Regions from separate parts of the Mus musculus genome. Here region 2 is linked to region 1. The links are chromatin contacts, called in public HiChIP or PLAC-seq maps. All regions are on one chromosome and are shown on one strand. The core of a region is the stretch at or near the end of the contact, and the rest is flanking DNA. Distances in the headings are between cores, read along the strand shown. Region 1 overlaps Mllt10 (myeloid/lymphoid or mixed-lineage leukemia; translocated to, 10). Region 2 overlaps Mllt10 (myeloid/lymphoid or mixed-lineage leukemia; translocated to, 10).

Region 1 (6,926 bases), core at 969-3,468:
CCTGGGATTCCTTGATTTGCTAGACTGACTGGGTGGCAACTCTGTCTCTCCTGTCTGCTTTCTAACAGAATACAGCCATGTGTTACCACACCTTATGATTATGTGGACACTGGGGATCTCAATTCAAGTCCTTATGTCTACACAGCAAGCACTTTACCTACTGCCGACTGAATTATCTCCCAGTGTCTGCAAGTTTTCCTTATAAACTTTTTAACCTATTTTAGAATGTATGTATTGGGGCTGTAGTTCAGTAGTAGGGTGCTATGCTTTGAGAGCTATCCTAAGTATTGTAAAATCAAAAACTGGATATAATTGTTATAATGGGTTAATTCTAGAGTAAAGTTCTGCTTTTTAAAGTTTAGGTTTTGCTGCTTCCTGTGTTTCCTTTTCCTTCTTCTTTTTCCTCTTCTCTTCTCTTCTCTTCTCTTCTCTTCTCTTCTCTTCTCTTCTCTTCTCTTCTCTTCTCTTCTCTTCTCTTCTCTTCTTCTCTTTCCCTCTCTCTCTCTTTTCTTTCCCTTTCTCTCTCTCTCTCTGTCTCTCTCTGTCTCTCTCTCTCTCTCTCTCTCTCTCTCTTTCTTTCTTTCTTTCTTTCTTTCTTTCTTTCTTTCTTTCTTTCTTTCTTTCTTTCTTTCTTTCTTTCTTTCTTTCTTTCTTTCTTTCTGTTTTTTGAGACAGGGTTTCTCTGTATAGCCCTGGCTGTGCTGGAACTCACTCTGTAGACCAGACTGGCCTCGAACTCAGAAATCTGCCTGCCTCTGCCTCCAAGTGCTGGAATTAAAGGCATGCGCCACCACGCCCGGCCAGTGTTTTCTTTTCCTTTTTTAATTGACTTTTAAATTGTATATTTTTGTTACACTTGATGAAAACTCTTCAGTGAGTGTTTTGATGATTTATTTTCTTGAGCATCTAGTATAAAATAGTGAGATAAGTGGGGGGCAAGTATAGAAGAAACACCATCTATATGTGTTTGTATTTTCTGTGTTTTCTCCAGTTTATCTCCCACTTTTCCTTATTTCTCACTTCTTGTTTGTACCATACACAGATTCTATCCAGGGGTCAATTGAGGGTCTTCTTAGGTCTTAAGATGAGTTGTGCTTTAGGCAGGTCTGTGGCTCTCCACATCCTCCAGCACATCCAGGTGTTTTCAAATGCACCAGGTTGCCAGAGAGCTCTCTAGTTTTTCCTCCCAGGCTTTTGGTACTTAGTCATGTGTTTCATCTATACTCTTTCCCTCCAGGCATCTGTGAGTTGAATTTAAGGGCACTTTCTCTTTTGAATGAACTCAGAGAGTGCAAGACAGGCACATCTCAGTCCTTGGTTAGCTTTCAGACCGTTGAAGAATTGACAGACATAATTCTTTGTTCATAAACCTTGGTTTTGGTTATTTTGCCATCAGAGACTAGAGTCTCTCTACACTGGAAGCTCAGTTGTATTTAGGAACCCCTGACCTAAAGCTTTCATATGTTAAGAGAAAGATTCCAAAGAGCTCCCATTCCCCCCCCCCCCCCTTTTTCTTAGTTTAGTAGGTGCTTGGTTGTGGTAAACCTTTCACTGTTTTCCAGAGTTTAATAAGAGAATTTAATAATTTCTTTCTGGTGTGATACTTACCCTTGCACCTTCTTCCTTTACCATTTTTGGTTGGTATAAATCTGGATATTTTGCATCCTATGTGTATGTGTACATATGCTTATATTTATATATGTATAGTCTCATGGCCTAGGCTCTCTACCTCAGCCTCTTTAGTGATGGATTACCACTGTGATGCCTCACCATGCCTTACCTTTTTAAATATTTTTAAGCCTTGTCTGGGATATGGTCAAGGTTTTTGGAAACAGATCTTACATTTGATAGGTTAATTTGTATCAGTGTACTTAATCCTTACCATTGAGACAATAATTCCTAGTTTTACTTTCTTCCCCTTTCCCTCCCTCCCTCCCTCCCTTCCCTGCTTCCTGTAGACTTGCTCTCACCTTCATCTCTCAATAGTGGACCAGTTCACCTGGCAGTGCTTTATAATCTTTATTATTTGAAAGATTTATTTATTTTTATTTTATGTGTATTGTCCTTTATGTGTATGTTGTGCCTGCAAGTGTGTGCATACACATAACCACATACATACCTGGTCAGAGGAAGGTGTTGAAGTCATGGAGTTAAGAACAGTTGTGAGCTGTCATGTGGTTACTAGGCACTAAAACCAGGGTTGTCTGCAAGAGCAAGAAGTGCTCTCAACCACTGAACCATTGCTCCAGGCTTTGTGCTTTGTGCTCTGTTTTAGAGCTGTCTCATAGTTTCAGGCTGACTGGCCTGAAACTCAGTTTGTAGACCAGACTGGTCTTCAGATCACAGAGAGCCATCTGCCTGCCTCTCTCCCATGTGCTGGGATTAAAGGCATGCACCAACACACCCAGCCTATGTTTTTTATATATGCTTTTTATACTTATGTTTATGGCCAGTATCATTAAAAGTAGCAGCTATACATACCTCTTCCTCTCCTGTCCCCAATTCAAGCTTTATTTTGTAATAATTTTTCCTTTTGAGGGATATGATCCTTCCTTTGGTGTTTGAAAGTACCTTTGTTTGTTTGTTTGTTTGTTTGCTTGTGATTTGCATCATCTTTTGCACAGAGCCATCCTGCTTTAATTTACATTTATTTGATTATAATAAACATACTTATTTTGTGATAGCTCAATTGTAGGTTTATTCTGATTTTCTTAATTTTGTGGGATTTCATTTGTGCTTTTTATTGTAGAAATTGTAGTTAACAGATTATGGACATCATTTGTGCCTAAGTTGTGAAAATGGCTTTCCGTATAAGATGTATTTGATGAGGAAAATGCTTCTTGTTGAGGATTGCTTTGCTTGTTGAGTTGATGATTAAAGCCTATGGGTACTCTTGTGTGACATATTAGTGTTTAGTCTTAGCTTGTGGTCTGTCAATGATTCTACTTGCCTTTTCCCATGCTGTCCCCCACCTTCCTGGAACTTCTTTCCAGTTTACCAGGAGCTCTTTTGTGCTGCATGAGCTTTTTAGCCACCGCAGCCACACTTTTGTTGCTTGTGATTCATTCACTGACTCATTCAATGTATGTGACCACACTATCTTGTCGCTGTCCTCAGACACACCAGAAGAGGGCATCAGCTCCCATTGCAGATGGTTGTGAGCCACCATGTGGTTGCTGGGAATTAGACTCAGGACCTCTGGGAGAGCAGTCAGTGCTTTTAACCACTGAGCCATCTCTCTCTCTCTCCAGCCTTCAGTCACACTTTTTATAATTAAAAGGAACTTTAACATCAACTGGTAATCAGATAAAGATTTAAGATAGAAAAATGACAACCACTATATGAACATTCAAAATATTGACAATATAAAAACTAATCACATTTAAGATTAGTAAGATTAAGCATATTAGCATCCTTTTTTCTCCTTTTTGTTCTTGATGGTGAGACTAGATGCAGCCCTACCCTTGTGTCTACTAGGCAGTGTTCTGCAGCTGGACTGCTTCTCAAGCCTTTGAAACTTGAAGTACTGTAACTTACTGCAAACTGAGAATGGAGCCTAGCACTTCAACCAGTAACCAGGGGCACTGCTACCTACTGAATTTAATATATATATTTATCTCCTTCACACTATTTGTGTATTTATTTAATTTCGGCTCTTTAAAACAGTCTTAACTTTATAGTGTGGTCTGATCTTCAATTCACTATGTAGTGTTTGCTGACCTGGAAATGGAGAACCTCCTTTTGGTCTAGTCTCGGAGTATTTAGAGTCCTTGGAACTATCATCCTGTTTTCTTCAAATTAAAGTAAGTTTCAGGGCTGGTGAGATGGCTCAGTGGGTTAGAGCACCCGACTGCTCTTCCGAAGGTCCAGAGTTCAAATCCCAGCAACCACATGGTGGCTCACAACCATCCGTAACAAGATCTGTCCCCCTCTTCTGGAGTGTCTGAACACAGCTACAATGTACTTACATATAATAAATAAATAAATAAATCTTTAAAAAAAAAATAAAGTAAGTTTCAGAAGTAGTGTTAGTATGAATTTAGTCTGCTCTTAAGTATCAGTGTCACACTTGAGTTCCTAAGTGCTCTCTGTCTGCTTATGTTGAGTACATAATAGATGCAGCCATGACTAGGAACCCTGGGCACCAGTAGTGAGTGGATGGCAATTAGGACTTAAATAATGCAGCAGCCAGAGTTTTATTACGGTTTTGTTATGGATTTGCTTAAATAGCCATTTTAAGAGATCTTAAGACAGGTAGTAATTTTATTTTTGATAAAACTTGAAGAATGACATTGTGTATTTATTTATTTTTAGGTTGGGCTCATGTGGTTTGTGCCCTCTATATTCCAGAGGTACAATTTGCCAATGTTTCTACAATGGAGCCAATCGTTTTACAGTCTGTCCCACATGATCGTTATAATAAGGTACAGTGGATATCATCTTAATGTTTGCATTTTTTGGTTCTGAAACTAGGAGATAGAAAGGAAGTGGGCTTTTTTGGGGGGGTGTTTTTGTTTTATTTCTTAAAAATGTTAAAACCTTTCTCTAACTTCATAGACATTTTGAGAAAAATAGTTACCATCTTGAGCCTACAATATTAAAATAAGCTCACAAGAGTGTAAATACCAAAAACAAAACCTGTCTCTTTTATTTGAATTTAGGTATAAATGTTTTCAGAACATTTTAATTACTCAGTACACATTTGTCTTTGAAGATTTACTGACCTCTTGCCTTTTAAAGTACTAAGATTTTATTAGATTTGAATTAGTCATTATTTCCTGTCAGTAATCCCAAGGCAGGAGGCTGAGGTGACAGGAGTTCAGGGCCTACCTAGATAACATATGAACATACTGAGACCCTATGCCCGAGTGGAGACCCTATGCAGGCACACGCTTGAGAGCTCGCTCCCTCTGTCCCTCCCTCCCTCTCCTTCCTCTCCCTCTCCCTCCCTCCCTCTCTTTTCCTTACCCTCTTTTTCCTTCCTTCCTTCCTTCCTTCCTTCCTTCCTTCCTTCCTTCCTTCCTTCCTTCCCTCCCTCCCTCCCTCCCTCCCTCCCTCCCTTTACCTGTGTGTTAAAATAGAAACACTTAAGCATTTGCTTACTCCCACTGTTGTTGCTGCTGCTACTGTGTTGCAAGGCTTCCCTGTTGTCCGGTGTCTTTAGGCACTGAGACCACAGAAAGGAAGCTTCTGTGGAAGAATGCCATTATAGTTAGCTTTGACATCTTTAGATATGTTAATAATATTTTTAAAACATGGAAAATGAGGAGACATTTCCCTATTTAAATCTTTGACTTTTGTGGTTTTTTTAATATCTCATATACATACTTATGAAACATTTAGATCATATTACTTATTGTTTTCTCTGCTTTTGAAACTGAATAAATTTTTGTGTCAATAAATGATATTTTTACCATTTCCTGGATCCCTAATGTATGTATCATAGAGTATTGCTAGGTTCAGTTACCTGTGGAGCGCCTATTGTGGAAGGGGCCCATGTGAAAGGATATGTGTATTTTGGAAGTTTGATTATTGTGTAAAGTTTTTCTTTAGAATGTGAGCAGTTGGGCGTGGTGGCGCACGCCTTTAATCCCAGTACATGGGAGGCAGAGGCAGGCGGATTTCTGAGTTCAAAGCCAGCCTGGTCTACAAAGTGAGTCCCAGGACAGCCAGGACTACACAGAGAAACCCTGTCTTACCAAAAAAAAAAAAAAAAAAAAAAGTGAGCAGTTCTTAAGTAGTTACCGTGGAAAGTGTGAATTTATTATCATTAAGAGTGCTGGTTTTGTTTTTTTTTTTAAAGTGCATTGGTGTTTGACCTGTATGTATCTCTGAGTAAGGGTGTCAGATCTTGGAGTTACAAACAGTTGTGATCTGCCATGTGTGTGCTGGGCATCGAACCTGTACCATCTTAACCACTGGGCTCTCTCTCCACTCCCAGTGCTGTTGTTTGTAAGTTCTTTTCTCAGTTTTTTTTTTTTTTCTTTCTTCAAGTTAATTAATTGACCTTGCTTTTATTATAACATTATTTCTTCAAAGTGTTTCCTGTTTTGCTTTTGCTTTTTGACACCCCCCACCCCCCAGGGGGGGTATTTCTGTTTTGGCTTGTTTTATTTTGTGGAGACAGGCTCTCTTGTATCCCAGCAGGCTTCAGCCTTGCCAAGCAGCAGGGGGTGACCTTGAAATTTGATCTTCTTGCTTCAACCTCCAGAGGGTTGGGGTTACAGGTGTGTGCCAGATGCTATTCACAGAATAACTTTCTTTATGGAAGTGTATATATTCTTTAGTAATTTTAAGTAATTTTTAATTTTTTTCTTTGGGTATGGTATATGTATGTGCAGTTGTGTGTCAAGGAAGCCAGAAGAAGGCATTGGCTGTCCTCTTTTGGTTTCCATGTTGTTCTTTGAGACAGGATCACTCACAGAATGGGAAGCTTGTGGGTTTTTTGTTTGTGTGTTTTTGTTTTAATCTTTTGGCTAGGCTGGTATCTAGCAAGCCCCAGCAATCCTCCTATCTGTTTCCATTCATCATCCACAGTGTTGGGTGAAAGGTCTGTGCAGGACCATGCGTTGTTTGTTATATGGGTGCTGGGAAATGAGCTCAGGTCCTTATGGTCATATAGCAAACACTCTTAAACCTTTATCTTACGGCACTTTTAAAATTCATTGAAAAACCAATTTTCGCCGGGCGTGGTGGCACACGCCTTTAATCCCAGCACTTGGGAGGCAGAGGCAAGTGGATTTCTGAGTTCCAGGCCAGCCTGGTCTACAAAACGAGTTCCAGGACAGCCAGGGCTACACAGAGAAACTATGTCTCAAAAAAGAAAAAAACAAAACAAAACAAACCCAAAACAACAAAAACCCCCCCCCACCAAACCAAACCAATTTTCTTTATAAATTTTGAAATAACATCAAGTTTATTTACAG
Region 2 (6,730 bases), core at 369-2,868, 76 kb after region 1:
AGGCAGTTGGTGAAGTATATATGCTGGGCTTCAGTCAGATCCCTGGTACTTGAGTAAAACACGAAACATAATTGCAGGCACTTGGAATCTCAGTGCTGGGGAAGCCTAGACAGGATTCTAGAATTGCTGGCAGTTAGTAATGTTGATTCAGTGAGCCCTATACTCAGTGAAAGAGTGTTTCAAAAAAAAAGGCGGAGCACTATACAGTATTGACTTCTGGCCTGTACACACTTGCCAGAAGCATGCATACTCAATAAACACATAAGCAAGCCAAGTATTCAAAGGTCAACGTTTTATATTTCTAATATACTTGAAAAAAGTAGTCCAAGCATTTCATTAACTCTAAATCTCAACCTTCCTTTAAAGCTTTGCACAGTGCTTCTTTATTTTCACCTTATCCCACATCTTCCCCCAGTTTTGGAGGGATAGTTTCACTCCACAGCTTAGACTCATCTTGAATTTGCAATCCTTCTACCTCTACCTCCTGGTTCTGGGACTGTAGTCATAGATCACTGTACCTAGCTCTACTAGATTATCAATGCTTACTGTGATAATAGGAAGGCAAAATTCTTTTTGCTGTATGTATGTGTCTGTGTATATATGTATATATAATTGTAGAAAGCTAACATTTGTTGAATAAACTGGAATAATCCACATTCAGTATTGTCTTTTTAGGCTGGAGCCATGTGTCTGAAGTTAAGAGCACTTAACTTCTGCCCCTGCAGAAGACGTGTGTTCAGTTCCTAGCACTCACATGGCATCTTACAACCATCTGTAATGTGGGTTCCAAGGAATCTGGCACCTTCTTTAACCTTCTTTGGCTCCTGCACATATATGGCACACAAGCATGCACTGCAGCACACATGTATACCTGCCTTTTTCTCAGTCGTCTTTTGTTACAAATATTCATTTTGCTAAAAGTGCTGGTTCTGTTCTGTCTAGCATGACCAGACTCGTATGTCGTGTGTGTGTGTCTGTGTGTGTGTGTCTGTGTCTCTCTGTCTGTCTGTCTCTGTCTGTCTGTCTCTGTATATGAATATTTGTGCCTAATGTTGTGTATCTTCCTCAGTCTGTTTACACTGTTTTTGGAGACAGGACCCAGGGCCCTGAGGTTTGGCTAGACTGGTCAGCAAGCCTTTGTCTGCTCATGTCTCCACTTCCCTACTGCTGGAATTCCACGGTGCCTGGCCTTTACGTGGGCTCTGGGATTGGACTCGTTTTTGTGTTTGTATGTCAACCACTTTACTTATGGACTCATCTTCTAAGCCTCTAAGTTTGTTAGGTGTTAGTTATTGTTCTATGATTTGTTGTTTTACTTCATTGACTTTGTACTCTGGCGTTAAATGATCATTGGTAGATGTGTTTGAGACTTTCTTGTGAAGTTGCTTGAATAAGATTGATCCTTTTGTTTTTGCCCTGTTATTTTGTATGTCTGTCTTTTAAATAATACTCCATCAGGTTCTTTCTGTGGTCCTCTTCCCTGGATCATTCTGAGCAATCCCTAGGTGTTGTAATTTTTGTTCTTTGGTTTTGACCATTGTCCTCACATGTGGGAAACCCTGTATTAATGTTAGGGGCAAGATGGGTACCATGAGTGAGCCACACAGTATGAGATAATGGAAACTCTGATGGGTTAAAGTGAGTACATCCTGTCTACAGCTAGCCAGATTGTTAGGATTTCACACTATACCAGCTACTTTTGATATGTTGGTTTTTTTGTTTGCTTTTGTTTTGCTTTGCTGCTGTTGGTTTGTCTCCTTCCTTCCTTCCTTCCTTCCTTCCTTCCTTCCTTCCTTCCTTCCTTCCTTTTTTCCCCCCCCCACACCAAGACAGTTTCTGTGTGTGGTTCTGGCGGTCCTGGACCTCACTATGTAGAACAGGCTGACTTTGAACTCAGAGAATCACCTGTCTCTGCCTCCCACAGACTGGGATTAAACATGTATACCACCACTGCACCCAGCTTAAGTGTTCCATTTTCAAATAGAACCTAAAAATTTAGTTTTCTGTACAAGAATTGTGCTTTTTAAATATTCACAACTTAAAACTGTTATCCCTAGCCCAGGACAGCAGAAAGTCAGTTTTAGAGGTCACAAGATTACTTACTGCTTTTGTGCATATGCCTCTGAGATTTGTGCATGCTGGTTTTTAAATGATTTACTTAAATGTGCCTCTTTGTTTCTTTGTGCATGTAAATGTCACCAGCATAGATGTGAAGGTCAGAATACAACTATGTGTGGCATCAGTTTTCTCATTTTTCTTTGATGGATTTTAGGGATTAATTTCCAATTGTTAGGCTTGTGCAACAATGCTTTAGCTGATAGCTCTCCTGCTGGTGAGGATGATGGTCTTGGGGCTCCAAGCTCACCTGTCATGTCTAGATTATGCAGGCATGTTAATGCCTACAGGAATCTCCAAGACCCTGATAATCATCTTGTAATTCACATTTGTAATAGAAAATGGTCTTTACTAATTCTGATTAAGCTTGTTTCTTAATTTCCATTTTTCCATACATGTACACACACACACCCCTTTAGATCCAACCTTCCCATAAGAGGAAATGTGCAGTATTTCTGAGTTTAGCTTATTTCATTTAGTATTATGATACCTAGTTATGTCAGTTTTTCTACATTCTTCACCCCCCCCCCCCTTTAATGGCTGCAATTTTGTTGTTGTTGTTGTTGTTGCTGGGCAGCAGTGGTGCAAGCCTTTAATTCCAGCACCCTGGAGGGAAGGCAGGTGAATCTCTGAGTTTGAAGCCATTCTGTCTATAGAGTGACACATAGTGTCCAGGACATACAGTGAATTCCAAGGCTCTCTCCGAACCCCATTCCCAAAATCAATTCTGTGTGTGTGTGTGTGTGTGTGTGTGTTAGAGAGACAGACAGACAGAGACACAGACAGACAGACATGCGTGGGCCAGAGCTGATAGTATGTTCCTCTGTCACTTTGCACTCACTATCTTTTTCCATGTTAATTTTTGCTGAACCTTCAGCTCCCAGTTGTGCTATTCCCAGTGCCTGGGGATTTTGAGGATCAAGTTAGGGTAGTGATTTTAGCAGGCATTTCACTGACCGAGCCACCTCAGCCAGCTCTGTGATACTTTAAACTACAGCCTTCCTTCCTACGGCCTAATTAACACTAGTTAATATTAGTTACTTTTAATATTTATTAATATTCTCTCTTTGTCCTATTTAAATCAGGTTTTCGTGATTTCCTCTCTCCTTTTCCTCCACTTTCTCCTCTCTTCCTTTCGTGGTTCCTATTTAGGTTTGGATGCTTACTGACACACTGGAGAAGGAAATTTGTCCAGGAGACTGTCACATGGATCAGAAGAGTTTTGCAACAACTTTGGCCTCTTATTATGTGTCAGGAGCATTACCCACTTTTTACAAACTGGGACATTGACAAAAGTGACTTCTGCATTGGCATGTGTTTCTGTGGGGTAGAATCCTTCCTGGCTAGGGTCAGCCTCTTTTTCTCTGTGCACGTGAGTGTGTGTGTGTGTGCGCGCGTACGCATACACACACACACACACACATGTGACAGCTAGTATGCAGGGGGTGCTCTTGGTATATGCCATATGCATCTGGGGTCCCCTGTGCACACAGAGGCTGGAGGAGACCATCAGGTGCCCTGCTCTCTCACTCTTAGCACTCCTCTCCTGACCCTAGAGAGTTTTGTTTCCCGTGAGCCTTCAGTTCCCCTCCCCAGCTCTCACCCCTGAGAGAGAGTGCTGGAGTTACAGATACATGGCTTAGATTGTTCTTTCTAAATGAGGTACTAGTGATTTGCACTCAGCTTCTCATTGTTACACCATACGGCTTTGACACATCTGTCGATCCTTTCCCCAGAATACAGCGGTGCCCCGTAGCTGCTAGTGTATGCTGAGGTTGTCTTTTCTCCTGCTTCACTTTCTAGCTCTTCTCGATGGAATATCATCTACATCCTCATTTCCTTTTTCCTCGTGGTTTTACCTGACAGAACAATGAAAAAAAAAGTCTTTATCAAGTTATCATTATTTTCTTGTCCCCCCTGTTTTCAGAGTTGAAAAGTGGCTGCTACCTTGTCTTCCATGCCCTGTTCACTCAGAAACTTGTGGCAGTCCTGTGCCTGGTTCTTGATAGAAGCGACTTCTGTTCTTGCGGCTGTGATGCATGAAGGCCTTTTATTATCCTGTCCTAGAACATTTTCTACATTGCAGTCTTTCTAGAACAAGTTCTCTTTCCATTTTATAGCTTCTCGGTCATGATTTCTAGGGTTCTAAGCATTCTGAAAGTTTTACCAAGTGGTTTTAGAAACATAGCCTTCAGCTGCTTCATGATGGAAGCCTTTTGTTGCTCTTAGAAATGCTCACAGTGCTAACTGCTTATTTCACAAAAATTCTTCCTGAGTCAAAAGTGACATAGGTTCTTTTAGAGAAATATTTTATGGAAAGTTAAGTGTTAGATTTTTCTAACATAGTTTTAAACACTTAAAATTTATTAGTAGGGAAGGGATCAAGGAGAAATCTTGTCTGACCAATTTGACTGCTAAATTGTAAGATACTTAAATAAAATTTCTTTGGTTGCAGGTATTTATAACAGCAATGATGTAGCCGTATCCTTTCCAAACGTGGTGTCTGGCTCAGGATCTAGTACTCCTGTCTCTAGCTCTCATATACCTCAGCAGTCATCTGGTCATTTGCAACAGGTGGGAGCTCTCTCCCCCTCAGCTGCGTCATCTGTAACCCCTGCTGCTGCTACAACTCAGGTATGTTATAGCTCAGAGGCAGCCTTAGCTATGCGAGAGATTCTCTCCAGCAACAACAACCAAAAAAGGACAGAAAATGTAGGAAAAAGTTGGAGTCAGTTTAGGGCTTTTGTGGTTTTTTTTTTTTTTTTTTTTTTTTTTAATAAAGACCATATAAAACTGCACAAATAGTATTTGGAAACCTTTTGTTTAAATCATTTTAATTTACATAGGAGAGGATGTAGAAGAATACCTGACTCTAGGCTGGAAGAATGGCTCAGTGCTTTAGAGCATGCACTGTTGTTATGGAGAACCTGAGTCAGGTGGCAGCACCCACATCTGCCGGCTCATTTGCACCTGTAACTCCAGCTCCAACGGTGATTTGATTCTTCTGGCCTCTATGGGCATCATCAGCACTCAGTGTGCACACACCTGCCCATAATACACATAATCAAATAATAATAAAATGAATCCCCAAATGTAAAATGACTCTTCAAATATATTTTTTTAAAAAATGAATGATGTCTTCATACACTGCAAGTTTTTCTTTCTGCCTTCCTCTCCTCCTCTCCTCTCCTCCCCTCCCCTCCCCTCCCCTCCCTCTTCTCTTCTCTTTTCTTTCTTCCAGGAGATAAGTGTTCACAAATAAACATTTGATGACTTTTCTCTCCTTTCTGCCCCAATCTGATATACAGCCTCATTTATAGGATTTTTTATTTTATTTTTCAGTTCTTAAATCCAGTGATTTAATATACCAACCAGCCAGTGCTGTACCACTGATCTGTGTCTTACTCAACCCTTGAGGGTTTATTATTATTATTATTATTATTATTTTAAGGTGGGGTCTCAGCTGAGTTGCCCAGGGTTCTTTGAACTCATTCTTAGGGCTAAGTGGGCCTTGCACTAGTGGCCTGCTTTTTAGACTTCTGAGTAACTGACATTGGTCAGCTCTGCTAGGCCTCGCAATAGGAATGTTGCAAAGACAAGAGACAAATAGGAAAAACCATACTCTTGTATCTTATTTTTATCTTATTTTATGTATATGCGTACACTGTAGCTGTCTTCAGACACATCAGAAGAGGGTATTGGATCTCATTACGGATGGTTGTGAGCCACAATGTGGTTACTAGGATTTGAACTCAGGACCTCTGGATGGCTCAATGTTCTTAACCATTGAGCCATCCTTTCATCCCTCTTGTATCTTATTAATAAGACAAGTAATTAAATGTTTTGGAAAGCCATATAAACAGACAACTCCAATGGCAATAGAGTCCTAAATTACTTACTTACACACACATATACACACACACACACACACACACACACACACACACACTTACTTTGAATTATTTGTGTGAGTGGATGTGTGTATTTGTCTTTAATGTATGTGGTGACAAACCAGTGTGCATGTTTAGGTTAAGAGACAACTTGTGGAGTTGGCTTTTTCATTCTACCTTAAAGATTTTGTGGAGATCAAACTTAAGTTGTTAAGGACAGAAATGCCTGTCAGAGCACTAAAGTACTTTTACCCACTGAGCTATCCTGTGCATCCACCCCCTCGTCTCCTAGTATTTTAAAGCAATAGCCCTGCCCTCAAACTGATTGTCTGTCCATTGGCCAAGTTTCAAGGTTTTGTACGTTTGTGTTAGCACACCCAGCCCACTTAACTCTGTAATTATCTTATTTTCATATTTTCAAAGGCATAATAAGAGATACTTGAAAATTTTAGAAAACTTGCTGTATTTTTTAAATCACTAGTTTGTCTAGCATGCATTTATAAATTGCTGTATGGGTAGAGCCATTGCCTAGCCTGTGTGAAGGCCTAAGTTTGGCCCCCCACACCAGGGGTTTTGTTGTTGTTGGTTTTTTTTGTTTGTTTTTCTTTTTTTTTTTTTCTTTTTCCTTTTCTTTTTCTTTTTAGAAAAGACTAAAGCAGTACAAATTTCAGCACAGTTTCTGGTATATAGGACTTTAGAATATATATGTATTTTCTTGGAATATA

Evidence for each region. HiChIP or PLAC-seq counts read pairs in DNA pulled down with a chosen protein or histone mark.
Region 2: a contact with region 1 is called in a BATF HiChIP or PLAC-seq map of CD8 T cells, with 10 read pairs. The contact joins two enhancer-like sites. A contact is called at or near these places in 1 of 15 datasets of contacts at CTCF or cohesin (the NIH/3T3 cell line), 4 of 484 Hi-C or Micro-C datasets (CD4 T cells, erythroblasts, nephron progenitors and 1 more) and 2 of 115 datasets of contacts at active chromatin or transcription factors (CD8 T cells and embryonic stem cells).

The regions. Positions count from the first base shown.
Region 1 is chr2:18,105,468-18,112,393 of GRCm38.p6, forward strand. It overlaps Mllt10 (myeloid/lymphoid or mixed-lineage leukemia; translocated to, 10), which reads left to right. Exons shown (of 23, transcript NM_001252560.1): 5 at 4,315-4,424. Among named protein-coding and RNA genes, the nearest start is that of Mllt10, 44 kb to the left of the region's middle. Within about 2 kb of position 2,219, at least 8 of the 459 cell types and tissues checked have an H3K27ac peak or open chromatin away from gene starts, as enhancers often do. A contact at or near this core is called in CD8 T cells, where this site is marked.
Region 2 is chr2:18,181,648-18,188,377 of GRCm38.p6, forward strand. Mllt10 (myeloid/lymphoid or mixed-lineage leukemia; translocated to, 10) reads left to right here. Exons shown (of 23, transcript NM_001252560.1): 14 at 4,571-4,749. Among named protein-coding and RNA genes, the nearest start is that of Gm39761, 12 kb to the right of the region's middle. Within about 2 kb of position 1,619, at least 11 of the 459 cell types and tissues checked have an H3K27ac peak or open chromatin away from gene starts, as enhancers often do. A contact at or near this core is called in CD8 T cells, where this site is marked.